Regions from separate parts of the Danio rerio genome. Here region 2 is linked to region 1. Evidence: chromatin contacts called from public Hi-C data. All regions are on one chromosome and are shown on one strand. The core of a region is the stretch at or near the end of the contact, and the rest is flanking DNA. Distances in the headings are between cores, read along the strand shown.

The links. A called contact is a pair of places that touch in the nucleus more often than the background predicts.
Region 2: a contact with region 1 is called in a Hi-C map of an unstated tissue, with 5 times the contacts expected there. The contact joins the enhancer-like site here to the promoter of si:ch1073-224n8.1 in region 1. A contact is called at or near these places in 2 of 18 Hi-C or Micro-C datasets (embryo and an unstated tissue) and 1 of 4 datasets of contacts at active chromatin or transcription factors (embryo).

What each region holds. Positions count from the first base shown.
Region 1 is chr5:38,402,663-38,408,920 of GRCz12tu, reverse strand. si:ch1073-224n8.1 reads right to left here and starts at 2,277. Exons shown (of 2, transcript XM_001921528.6): 1 at 1,197-2,277. The coding sequence starts at 1,905.
Region 2 is chr5:38,586,690-38,592,947 of GRCz12tu, reverse strand. sptbn2 (spectrin, beta, non-erythrocytic 2) reads right to left here. Exons shown (of 42, transcript NM_001423118.1): 10 at 4,594-4,711; 11 at 4,339-4,497; 12 at 3,953-4,255; 13 at 3,434-3,587; 14 at 2,853-3,247; 15 at 2,667-2,771; 16 at 2,373-2,531; 17 at 622-833; 18 at 405-542; 19 at 64-283. Among named protein-coding and RNA genes, the nearest start is that of cdc42ep2, 32 kb to the left of the region's middle. Within about 2 kb of position 4,032, at least 3 of the 62 cell types and tissues checked have an H3K27ac peak or open chromatin away from gene starts, as enhancers often do.

The DNA of each region.
Region 1 (6,258 bases), core at 1,028-3,527:
TCAAATTGTACAGAAATGAGTGTTTTTGAAACTATTGAAGACAGCAGAAGTCAAAGATTAATTTAAATAATTTAGCCTGACATGTTTACTGCTCCAAAATATTTTAAATGTTTCTCAAAATATTGTGTTCAAAGGGGAAAAAAGTATTTTTTTTTACACAGACATATAAACAAAACTTATTTTAGAGCAGTAATCACAATACCATGGTATCGAACCGTGATATTTTTATCCAAGGTTATCATACCATCAGAATCTTATATCGGCCCATGTCTATTCTAGTCTATAACAGTCTAATCGCATCAAAAAGCAGTGCAAAAAATATTATGACTGGCAGAAATGTAGAAAAAGTAAAAGTACCAGACATCAGATGTTTAAGGAATAAGAAAATCTGTTTTAAAATTAATAAATATGGTGCTCAGCATAAATGAGTACATTTTAACATTTAAACAAAACAGATTTATTAAACAGATATATTTGTTAAAATAACATTTTAGTCACCGAAAATTTTTAGAAATGCAAAGATAATAAAATTAAATCCATGTGAAATGTTGGAGAAAAAAAAAATACAAATTAATTTTTGTTTCTCTTGAATTTTGCCCTTTTTACATTGTTTCTTTTTTTTTTTTCCCCAAACATAAATTTGGTTGTACTAATATTGGCCAGCTATCATCAGTTATTTTGTTAGATTAGCTCCAGATTTGACTTCAGTACTGACTAATCTAATGAATATGCACAAACATAATATAATAATAAAATAATAATATAAACTTCCTCTAAAAATTTTAATCGAAATTAGAGATTTGTGAGGGATGTACTTATATATGCTGAGCACTGTAAGTGTTTTGAAATATTGAGCTTTAAAGATTTGCATTCCATATGGCAAAACTTACACAAGTAAAACACATCACATAAGGTAAATATGCTGCCCCAGAAACAGAACATGAACACTTCAATATTGATAAAGATGTCAGATAGAACCTTCCAATTGCAAGATGATAACAGTCATTTTGAGATTAAAATATAAGCAGCAACCTAAGTGTCTGGAAAATCTAAATATCCAAAGTCATCCGATGTGTAAAAGTGTCAAAACAAAATATGTTACTAATTTACTCTGCATCTTGTCTACCCTGAATCCCTTCGTGTTGTTGAGCAACAGAACCTGAATGTATTGTATATACAAGTGAGTGTTGTCTTACCAGGTCGGTTCATGTCTGAGCAGATATTAGATGAATGCACAGATATCGGGTCATAGAAGCTGTTGGTCACCGTCCCGTCGGCCTGAATGGAGAGGTGGCAGCTCTTGAATTCCTCCCTGGAGTCAAAGCCGTGTATGGCATCGCCCAGAGCGCCACTCAGCTCGGGTTCAGCTCCAGTAAAGCAGCGCGGGTCCGGCTCAGGTGCGTTCCGGTGAGTCAGGCGGCTCGAATTCAAGTGTCCAGCAGTGGAGTACACCTGATGTCCCGTCATGGGCGGGTTTCCAAAGGGACCCTGAAGCTGGTCGATTAATTTCTGCGCGCTACACAGGCACTCCTGTAGCGTCTTGAGCTCTCTCTCGGACACCTCGAGCCGGACCTTCAGCTTCTCGTTCTCTTGCTCTTTGGTCTGGAGCTCGCGCTGGGTCTCGGACAGCACCGTCACGATCTCGCCCAGAAGAGTGTCCACCGCCGCAGACAGAGTGGACCGAATGGTCGGTCCGAGGCGGGTTCGGAGTGTGGAGATGGACAGATTTTTGTCGCGGGCCGCGTTCTGCATGCACTCCTCCTTCTCTCCTTTGTGGGACGAGTTGATGATAGTTTGTTTTCGGTGAGAGGAGCTCGCGGATGCGCTGCTGTTTGCTGATGCTGAAACGGAGCCTGGGTTGATTCTACCCGCTCCGCTTTCGCTGTTGTTGCGCTTTGAGTTCATTGTGAATTCTTCAGTTGTCCACCCAAACCAACAGGTTTACCCCTATTTTATTAGTTAATGCTGTGAAATATTAATGCTGCGTAGAAGGAAATGTTCATCTTATGTTGTCTCGCAGCGACAGTATTAACAAAAACTAAAGATGAGCCAGCCAAGCTACTGTAGCATTGCCATTAGCAAACTAGCCCACACATTCCTCCTGTAAACGGAGGCGGTCGCTTACTTGGTTTTAGTGAAAGCTGGATAAATAGCCACAGTGAACACTCCCGATAATATTATTGTTAATCTGCATTAATATATTAACTGTTTTGTCGCTACGCGCCAGAGCCTTCATTCCACAGTACAAACGCCTGAGGTCAATCCTGACTTTTGATTGGTCAAAGATGCGGTCGCGGCTTAATGACATCCGCCCGCGTAAACAAAGCGCATATTAATGACGATTTCCACAGATTTTTTTTTTTACTATATTTATTGATATAATTTAAAAATGTAAGTTTAACATCGATTTTTCCATGTGTGATATAATTTGTTACTTTTCTCATGACAAACATAACATAATTTATAGGCAATTTATTTAATGGGTAAATATAATATTCACAAATGTAAATTGTCTTTATCATTTCCTAATTTGCAGAATTTTCTTTGTGGTTTAAATTGTTTAATTACTACTTTACAAAATGTTTACAGCAAAAAAGTGTAAAAACATTTTATGAGAAATTTGTTAATGTTATTTAATTTGATATATATATATACTTTTAGTGTGTTTTAACAATACAATCATTTTAAACATAACAGTGGATGATATCAAGTAAAAAAATAAACAAGGACAAAATCAATAAAAGAAAAGAAATAATGCTAAATTATATATATATATATATATATATATATATATATATATATATATATATATATATATATATATATATATTTGTTTATATATTATTTATCATAATTTCTTTTCTTTTATTGATTTTATTCTTGTTTATTTTTGTACTTGATATCATCCACTGTTATATTTAATATGATTGTATTGTTAAAAAACAATAAAAGTGTCAGTGTTTATGTGCATTGTAGTTCTAGCCGTACCTTGACCGTGTTAATTTTGTTTTCACATTTTAAAAAATGTAACATCGCCCAAAAATTGGAATGCAAGTGCCTTCATCTTTATTTAGATAGCAGTAAAGCAGTCTTTATTTTTAAAGACCTTTTAAAATGAAAACCTTGAGAATATATATTCGGGATATGTTGACTTGAGGATAAATCTCTGGATTAATATATCAAACAGATTTTAAAAAAACGTGATGCTCTGTGAAAATGTATAGCTGTATATAGTTAATCAATCCAGTGTTTTTCAGTGTCTCTGCTAATGAGCTGATGATCTGAATTAGGTGTGCATGGTTAAGGAGACATGGAGAATGTGCAGAGTGGTCCTCCAGGAACATGTTTGAGAAACACTGAGTTAATTTACTGAGTTTAAAGTAAAAAATAAAAATAAAAAATGCAATTAAGCGGTTACTTATTTTAGTCAAATTGGGACAGTCTGATGGCAGAATGAGGTTTCATGTTCAAAAAAGACCTTTTGATTTTCTGTTGGACAATATTTATGTGTAAAACTCAAAGATCTCTCTAACTTTATTAACAATTAAAAATTAAATCAATTAGAAATTGCATAGTATAGCCTAAATATAGCCTAATTGCACTCCATAACACTGCTATTATATATATGTTGCATTGTGCAGTTTGCGTAACGTTCAGTTCCTGTGCTGAACAGTGCTGCTTTTGCCATCTGTTGTGTTCTGATCATGTTGTTTATGCTGCAGCGGCATCTGGTGGCAGATCACAGTATTTTTGACATGGATAAGGAATCAATCGCATGTGCCATTCATTCATTTTCTTATCGGCTCAGTCCCTTTATTAATTTGGGGTTGCCACAGCGGAATGAACCGCCAACTTACCCAGCATATGTTTTACGCAGCGGATGCCCTTCCAAGTGCAACCCATCAGGTAAGCATCCATACACACTACTTCACTCTCATACACTACGCACAATTTAGCTTACCCAGTTCACCTATAGCATGTCCTTGGACTTTGGGGGAACCGGAGCGCCCAGAGCAAACCCACGCGAACGCGGAGAGAATATGCAAACTCCACACAGAAACAAAAACTGACCCAGCCGTGGCTCCAACCATCGACCTTCTTGCTGTGAGGCGACAGCACTACCTACTGCGCAAGAATGAAAAAGACAAACACATCACAAAACCCGAGGTTTAATTTTCTCAACTTTGAACACTGTTTGGTGAACTGTAATAAAAAACAATATGATTCATTCTAGAATTTTAATGCAATGAATAATAATAAATAAAAAATATTAATAAGTGCCACTCGTAAGAAATGAGTCCACTAAGAACCTTCATCCTTAATTTCACATGAGATTCTTTACTTTTTATTTTGAAAAAATATTTATTTATTTATTTAGATGATGAAAATGTCCTTCACGGTGACATGGTGGCTCAGGGTTTAGCACTGTTGCCTCACAGCAAGAAGTTTGCTGGTCCAAGCGGCTGGATCAGTTGGCATTCCTGAAACATCCTGAAATTGCAAACATTCATTCATTAATTTTCTTTTTAGCTTAGGCCTAGTTCCTTTATTAATCAGGGGTTTGACACAGCAGAATGAATCGGCAACATATCCAGCATGTTTTACACAGCGAATGCCCTTCCAGCTGCAACCCAACACTGGGAAACACCCATACACACCCATTCACACACATCCACTGCGGCCAATTTAGCTTATTCAATTCACCTATAGCATGTGTTTTGTCTGTGGGGAAACTTACACCAAGACGGGGAGAACATGCAAACTCCACACTGAAATATCAACTGAACTGACCCAGCCAAGGCTTGAACTAGCAGGCAGCGACCTTCTAGCGGTGAGGCGATCGTGCTTCCCACTGCACCACCGTGATGGCGAAATGACACACAGAAATGAAAAAAAAAAAAACAGATTAACACCATTTTTTAAAAATTCATTTTATATTTGAAGAGTTCTTGTGCAAAAACAAATAACGTAATTTATATTTATAAATCATAAATCATAAATCATGTTTTTTTTTTTTTGCAAATGAACCCAATAAAAAGTGTGCAATTAAAAACATGATTTAATAAACTTAATTAAAACTGAGTTATCTGAGCTCTTCAGTTGCTACATAAATCTATTTGTGTGGTTTTATACTGTCATCCCCCAAACTCCTCCACGAGAGAGGATTATGGCAAGCTGCGGTTCAGTACTCTAGAGTTTAGTGCAAGTCCTGAGTTTACACCATCCAGCACATAGTTGGCATTGGCTAAGTAAAATAATCTAATGTGGCTTCAGCACACGCCCATAGAGGAGAGCCATTTTTTAGCACCCCTTTTCTGATTTGACTTTACAGCTTTTACTCACCCTCCTCCTGCAAACTTGTTTGTGTTAATGTTTAGCAACGACAACAACAAACAAAAAAGATCTTGTAAACTGGTATGTGGACTATTAAGTCAGAGACTGGGGGTTTTCAACATTCTTAAAAACGTCTTATTTTCTGTTCAACAGAATAAAGAAACTCACACTGGTATGGAATCACTTGAGTGCAAGTAAAGGGTGACCCTTTAAATGCAGGGTCTTTTATGTAAGTGGCTTCATGCGTCAGCTCTCTGTAATGTCTTTCTCTGGGCTTTTGTGTTCTGTACTCCACTATTACCTAGCTCAATGGTGCTCAGCTAAGAGGGATGTAGCATTAAAAAAATAATTGATGTTAGAGAAAAATGAGAACCAAGTAACAGTGAAATAATGTTAGTCATATTTGAGAATTTAACAGTGCTTAAATTGGGCTGTGCAAGAACATCTGACTTTACTTGCACCCCCCCCCCCCCTCTTTGCTTTTATTTCTTACAGCAAAAAAAGAAAAGGAATTTGCAATGATAAGGACAGCTAAATAGTTTGGACGGGGAGATCTGATGAAACACGTATGCAGTAAATTTACAGTACAAATTTGATTGTAAGCCAAGTACTTTTTAAAAGCTTCAAACAACATGTTACCTCATATTAAAAGAGAGTTGAATATGAATATGCTGGTTAGAATGTAAGTTAATGGATTAGAGATCCTTATTTAAAGAGAACAAAATGTAAAAACATCTCGGAAGAAAACAAAGATAAAATCTGAAGTGGGACCATAAAATCAGTCCTATGTTAGAGGAGTATTTTGACAATAGCTAAAAATACATTGCATGGCTCAAAATAATATATTTTTAAAAAGAAATGGCAAAAATCATTAGAATATTTGGTAAAGATCATGTTCCACAATATTTAGCGAATTTCCAAAAT
Region 2 (6,258 bases), core at 2,783-5,282, 180 kb before region 1:
TGAGTTTAAGGATGGAACAAAGTCTCTTCATGATTGCATTTGACCTGATGCACATGTTTGTACCTGTATGGCCTCCAGGTCTCTCTCCATTCCAGTGAGCTTGCGCTGTAGGGCCATAACTCCAGCCAGGTCATTTCCAAGACTCTGTGTGGACTCGATGACCTTGGTCTTCTCCTTCATCCAGCTCTTGATCTCATTACATTCCAGATGATAGTTCTGAATATTTAGAGCCGATTCTAGAGCTTGTTTACGCTGGTTGGCCAGACTCTGGAAATCAGACCACCTGCAGAAGAGGATGAGGAAGAAGAAATGTAAGGTTATCTTATTAATCATATTAGCATTATGAACATGTTTGTACACATGTTTGTTTTTATAGGCTCTGCTCTCTGTGTTGGTGACAGTACCTGTTATTGAGTTGGTTTTGTGTCTGGTCAATCTGGTCTTTGTTGCGGTTGTCTGACCCAAGCAGCTGTTGGGCAACTTGATTGACATCAGAAATGCGTCCACCCAATGTGTTCATCTCGGGCTCCAGAGTATCAAACCTTCAAAACAAAACAAGCCATATTACACCAATATACGCCTCATCAAAACTCACAGAAATGTTATTCTCTCTGTTCTCACCTCTGCTGGATCACCTCCAGATCCTCCAGTTTGGTGGGAATCTCCATGTTGTGTAGCCACTGCTCTTTTTCTCCAACCCACAGTTGGCAGGCACTAGCTTCACTAAACATGCGATATAACGCAAGCGCTCCATCCAAGGCCTGTCGCCATGACGACGACAACCCCTCTAACTCCTCATATCGCTGCTCTATTGCTGGGAGACGACCCTCCACCTGTAAAAGAAATTAAGCAGGCTTAAAAATACATACTATGTATAATACACACTAGCATTTAAAAATCTGGCACTTGAACAATATTTCTAATGGTTTTAATATAATTTTCATGTTCACCAAATCTATTTTGTTAAATCATGTTCACCTACATTTATTGAAATGAATGGAGTTATATTGAAATATTATTCCAATTAAAAATATATATTTGAATTTATTTAAATGTTTAAGTAAAATTTTCAGCAGACATTACTCAGGTGTTACCTGACCCTTCCGAAATCATTCTAATAAAATTGTCCTAACTACACGAGACAAGATGCAGCGACCATGTTATAAGGACTGTCATAACCATCCATGACAGTAAAGCACAAATTTTTATTTTAGAAACTACTGTTCTATTTTTAACTAACTGTTTCTATTTCTGCAATGAAGCGGCTGAACAACAGCATAAACTATGACAATGATCACGTCAGGTGCTGGTTATGCACTTTATTCAGTGCTAAATGTTACTAATGTAAGTTCGAACATTACATTTCATGACATTTATTGCCATACTACTGTAAGTGGAAGCAGATCGTTTACCTCAGATTAAAATAACTAACAAGCATATAGTTTTCAAAATGAACATTATAACAGGGTATATGCACACAGACTTTTAATTTTCACAGCCAGCCCGACGGCTTCCGGTAAATTGTCTTTCCATTACAAAATCGCCACGTTTAAGATCAGTTTTCTTTAAAAATCAGTAATCTTCACTGCCTAATTGATATTTGATATAAAGTGGGTCTCAGACCAGACAACAAGTGCATTTAATTAAATGTCTCCCTGCCATCTCTTTAAAATACAAACATTTATTTTACCTCAGTATTTTGAATGAAGTTTCTGCATTAGCCTGCCGCCCCTAACGGTGCTAGGGGTTACACGGTTTACCATCTCATTTAGTGTGTGACAAATTAAATGAACGCTTGGGTTTATTTAACTAAATGTATTTTAATTATATTACAGTGTCGGTGTTGTAAAAGGAACCTTATAAAATTGAAAAGAAACCTTTACCATTGGCTGAAAAACACTAGCTGTGCATATAGCCCACTGTAAATCAGTGCAAATCAACAAATACCAGTCAATCAGAATGTACTTATAATTATGTTTTAAATAAAGGTGTTTAATATATATATATATTATATGTATATATATATATATGTATATATATATATATATATATATATATATATGTATATATATATATAGAAATTAGATTAAATACCTTACCAGTTTTTTTAGGAGTACAGTGCACTTATCTGCGCTTGTGTGACTGTGGTATTTAAAATTTTCTATTGTGTCACACTTCGTATGTAGTTAGGGACATGATGTAATCTGATTTGGTGCTTAAGAAATATTCACATTTTATTCTTGCTTAAAAATCCTAGCTTCTTGAAAAATTATTTTTCTAAGGCCCAGCTTTGTGTATGGTAGTATACACAGGAAATCCCAAAAATAGGAAAGGTAGTTTTAAACATATAATTTGAGTGATACTGTGTGTACCTGTGGGGAATGTGCATATGCCTCAGGCAGTAATGAGCCCTGTTCATGTAATGAATCTATGAGTGATCGGTGACTTTGAATCTCCTCTTCCACCTCTCTCTGCTTTCTGGCCAGAGTCTGTGTGGAAAACTCATCATGGCCCACTTCTTGACTGGAGACCTGAAAACAGGACAAACAGAACAAAAGATCCAGTCAGCTAACTGATCTAAGCAACTATGCTGTGTAACACTAACTCGCTATAAAACAGAAAAATCTCAGAATAGAAACTACTCAACAGAACAGTTCTTATTTTACCTGTCTTAATGTTTCCAGTATCCAAGCCTCCATGTCATTGGCGTCAGTCTGGAATTGATGGAAAGCAACAGACTCATTCAGCCTCTGCTCCCGCAACTGTGAGGCCTTTGAAAAGAGAGATAGAGTGTTAATCGTGGAATAAGACAGTGAAGCTAGATTATAAAGTGTGTTTATTTTCTTATATACCTCCTCTAGGTGTGACCACTGTGCTCTCACATCCTTAATCCTCTCAGTCACCTCAGGTGCTCCAACGTGGCCTTCCTTCACCAGAGCTTCTCCACCAGCAATGCTGTTCCCCAGAGGGCCATACCGAGCTGCCATCTCATCCCGAAAAGCCTCATGTTTAGACAGGAGGTGAAGAGCGGAGCTCAGATCTTTACCGTAGTCTCCTCCAGAGATGATCTGCTCCTGCTCTCGGATCCAGGCGGCCTCTTCTCCCAGCTCCCACAGGAACTGCCAGAGTCTTCGGGAGTCATCTAGACGAACTCGTCGATCCGCAGCCAGCTGGCCCAGTTCTCCATACGCTCGACCCAGAAGATCCACTTTCTCTTCAACCAGTGCTGGGTCACATGGCTTGTAACCTAAAGCAATAAGAGAAGCGACTGTGTTTTGATCTTGAACACAATTTCAAGAATATATATATATCAGTGTTTCTCAACCACATTCCTGGAGGACCACCAGGAGACATGGAAAATGTGCAGAGCTGGAGGTCCACCATGAACATGGATAAAAAACTGATCTATATAGTTTGTGGGAAGTATCCTTACTCTGTTCATTTGAAGCAAATCTCTTTGCAGTGGCCTGAACAGCTTTGACTCTCTCAGCCTGTGCAGATATATCAGCTTCCACCAGTGTGTGCTTCTGGAGCAAGTCTTCCACATCATGAAGGTGTTTTCCACTGTCCTGAGATTGCAAACGACTCTAAACACGAATACACAAATACACACTGTTAAGTGATTGCACACTAAACACAATAAATGCAGGCAAAAAATAATTGGAAATTAAAGGCATAGTTCTCCCAAAAATAAAGATTCTGTCATCATTTACTCTCTCTTTTCTAGTCACAAACCTGTTTGAGGTTTGTTCTTGATGTTTTGAAAGAAAATATTTTGAAGAAAGTTGGAAACCTGTAACCAATGACATTGTTTTTTCCCTACTATGGAAGTCAATTGTTACAGGTTTTCAGTGTTTATCTTCAAAATATCTTCTTTTGTTTTTAACAGATAAAACTTTTCAATTCTAAAATAACATATATTTTAATATAGCAGTTAAGATTAAGTCATTACCTTCATGTCTTCCATCCATTCCATGATGTAGCTCAATTCCTGTAGGAGGCGCTGCAGGTCACGGTGTGCCATCAGCCTCTCTCGTCGTGCTGCAAGCAGTTCCTTCAGATACTCCCACAGCCTGAGCACATTATCCCTCCGCGCCAGCACACGTCGCACTTCATGATATCCCTCTGCTTCCAGTTCTCGAGCGACAGCTTCTACGGCGGCTACACGCTCACCATATGCCTGGATGTCCGTCTCGATGGCCTCGTGTTTGCGAGTGGCAGCCTCCACAGCACCCAGTTCAACACCAAAATTGTCCTGAAGGGATTAAAAACATTCGGTGTTATTCATCATTGCACATGAAACGATAAATATTTCCTCTTTGTGTGACTCTGCCTTACCTGTGACACCAGCCGCTGGTTTTCACTGAGCCAGGTTTCTCTCATTGCTGCTTTGCGATCAAAACGTGCAGCCAGCATCTCCAGCTTCTCTTGACGAATCAGTTCGTTTCTCAGTGCCAACTCTCTCTCATGCTCTGCTTTCTCCAGCCTCTCCCACGCCTTCTCAGACAAGCAGCAAACACAACCGGCCATGGGTGTTAATCAATACTCAAGCTATTTTTGTAGATCTATATGTAGTATTTGATGTGTACATACCTTGTTGATGTCAGAGATAAGTTTTCCCTCTCTTGGCATGTATACCTTCTGATTGTTTGCTCTCATTTTACTTTGAATGGTGAAGAGCAAAACCTCCAAATTGCCCTTCTCAGTGAACCTGTCAAACACGCATTTGGGGTTAAATGGACATGTCTAGAATGTATACTGACGATCAATCAATTTTTGTCAACATAAAAATTATATTTGCAGCGCATTTTACTTCTCTGTATTGATGTTTATCATATTTAGTGAGATAATCTTTTGAGCAGGGCCTGAAGTCATCCATCGGAAATGGATTAGATGTTGAAAAGTGGGTGTTATATGCCACAATGTAGCCACATTGAATGAGTGTGCTAAAACAATGCCTACACAGCTTATTTTTTGCTACTGGCAAACATTACCTATAGGCAAAACATTCCCAAATAAAATCTTATCATCATGTTTGTAAAAAGATCTAAACATTCTTGAATCAAGAAATTTACTTTAAAAATATGTTCATGCTTAATACAAGATTTTTACAAATCTGACAATAGGGTAAAAAAGTAAATAACTCAAAATAGGGCTGTTAAACAATATCATATCAAATTGCAATACATTTTATTTTGATAATGATGATAAACTCTGGACATTTTTACTCGAGAGTCCATCACACAGCAGCAATATGCGACAACAACCAAATCAGCATGCAGCATGCAAGTCAAAGTCAAAAGACCATTTCCTACCTCACTTTGCTAACAAACTTGACAAGACAACAAAAATAAAGAAATACTGAGAGGAAGCAGTGACGAAAGGGAAATTAAACTTAAGTTGAAATTATCGACAAAAAAGGCAGTATGAATTCGATTGTATGGAAGTGGTCTGGCAATACAACCAACCTATTCTATCATCTAAAAAAGTTTCACCTAAAAAAACCTTGAAAGTTTTACCATTTGTGTGTACTTGCTGGAAGTTCTGCTGTGTATATTTTTTGTTTATGTGTTGCACATTTAATTTACCTTGTAATGCCAGACCTTAAATGGATTAGTCTTTTTATATGTATTTTAGTATTTCTTTTAATTAAAGGCCAAGTGTGTAATCTGTTTTTATTAATAAACAATATGTTAAATAGTAATTTATTGAACTCTCTAATTTTTGTTGCATCAGTCATTGTTAATGATGGGAAGTCTGATTATTTTACTGACTTGCACCTTTGAGTCTCTTCTTTGAGGTAAACAAATCTTTTTTCGAGTCATTTCGTTCAATTTGCCAAAATATTATTCAAATGTTACGAATTGCTTCCGAACTCATTTTCAATTAGCCCAAATGTTGATCACGCAACAAGCAAATCATAAAGAATGCTATGAGAGAGAAAATAATCATTTATTGTTTACCTGTTCTTTTGTCTACGTCAGCTCACCTCTTCTGACAGGTCTTCAAATCTGAGTAGTTCGTTTATTGACAGTCTCATATAAGCTTAACCAATGCACACAGTGTGAGCTGAAAAGAGCTATGATTAGTTCAACTTTCGAGTCTTTTGGTTTTTAAGTCATTCGTTCATCATGTAACAGCGTGTAAAGAGAGATAACTCACACCCAAAGACTTGAGAAATAAACGGATCAAATCTTTTTTCAGCTCTAAATGTGTAAGATTGGCTTCTGTCTTTCCCGTGATGAACAAATGACTCAA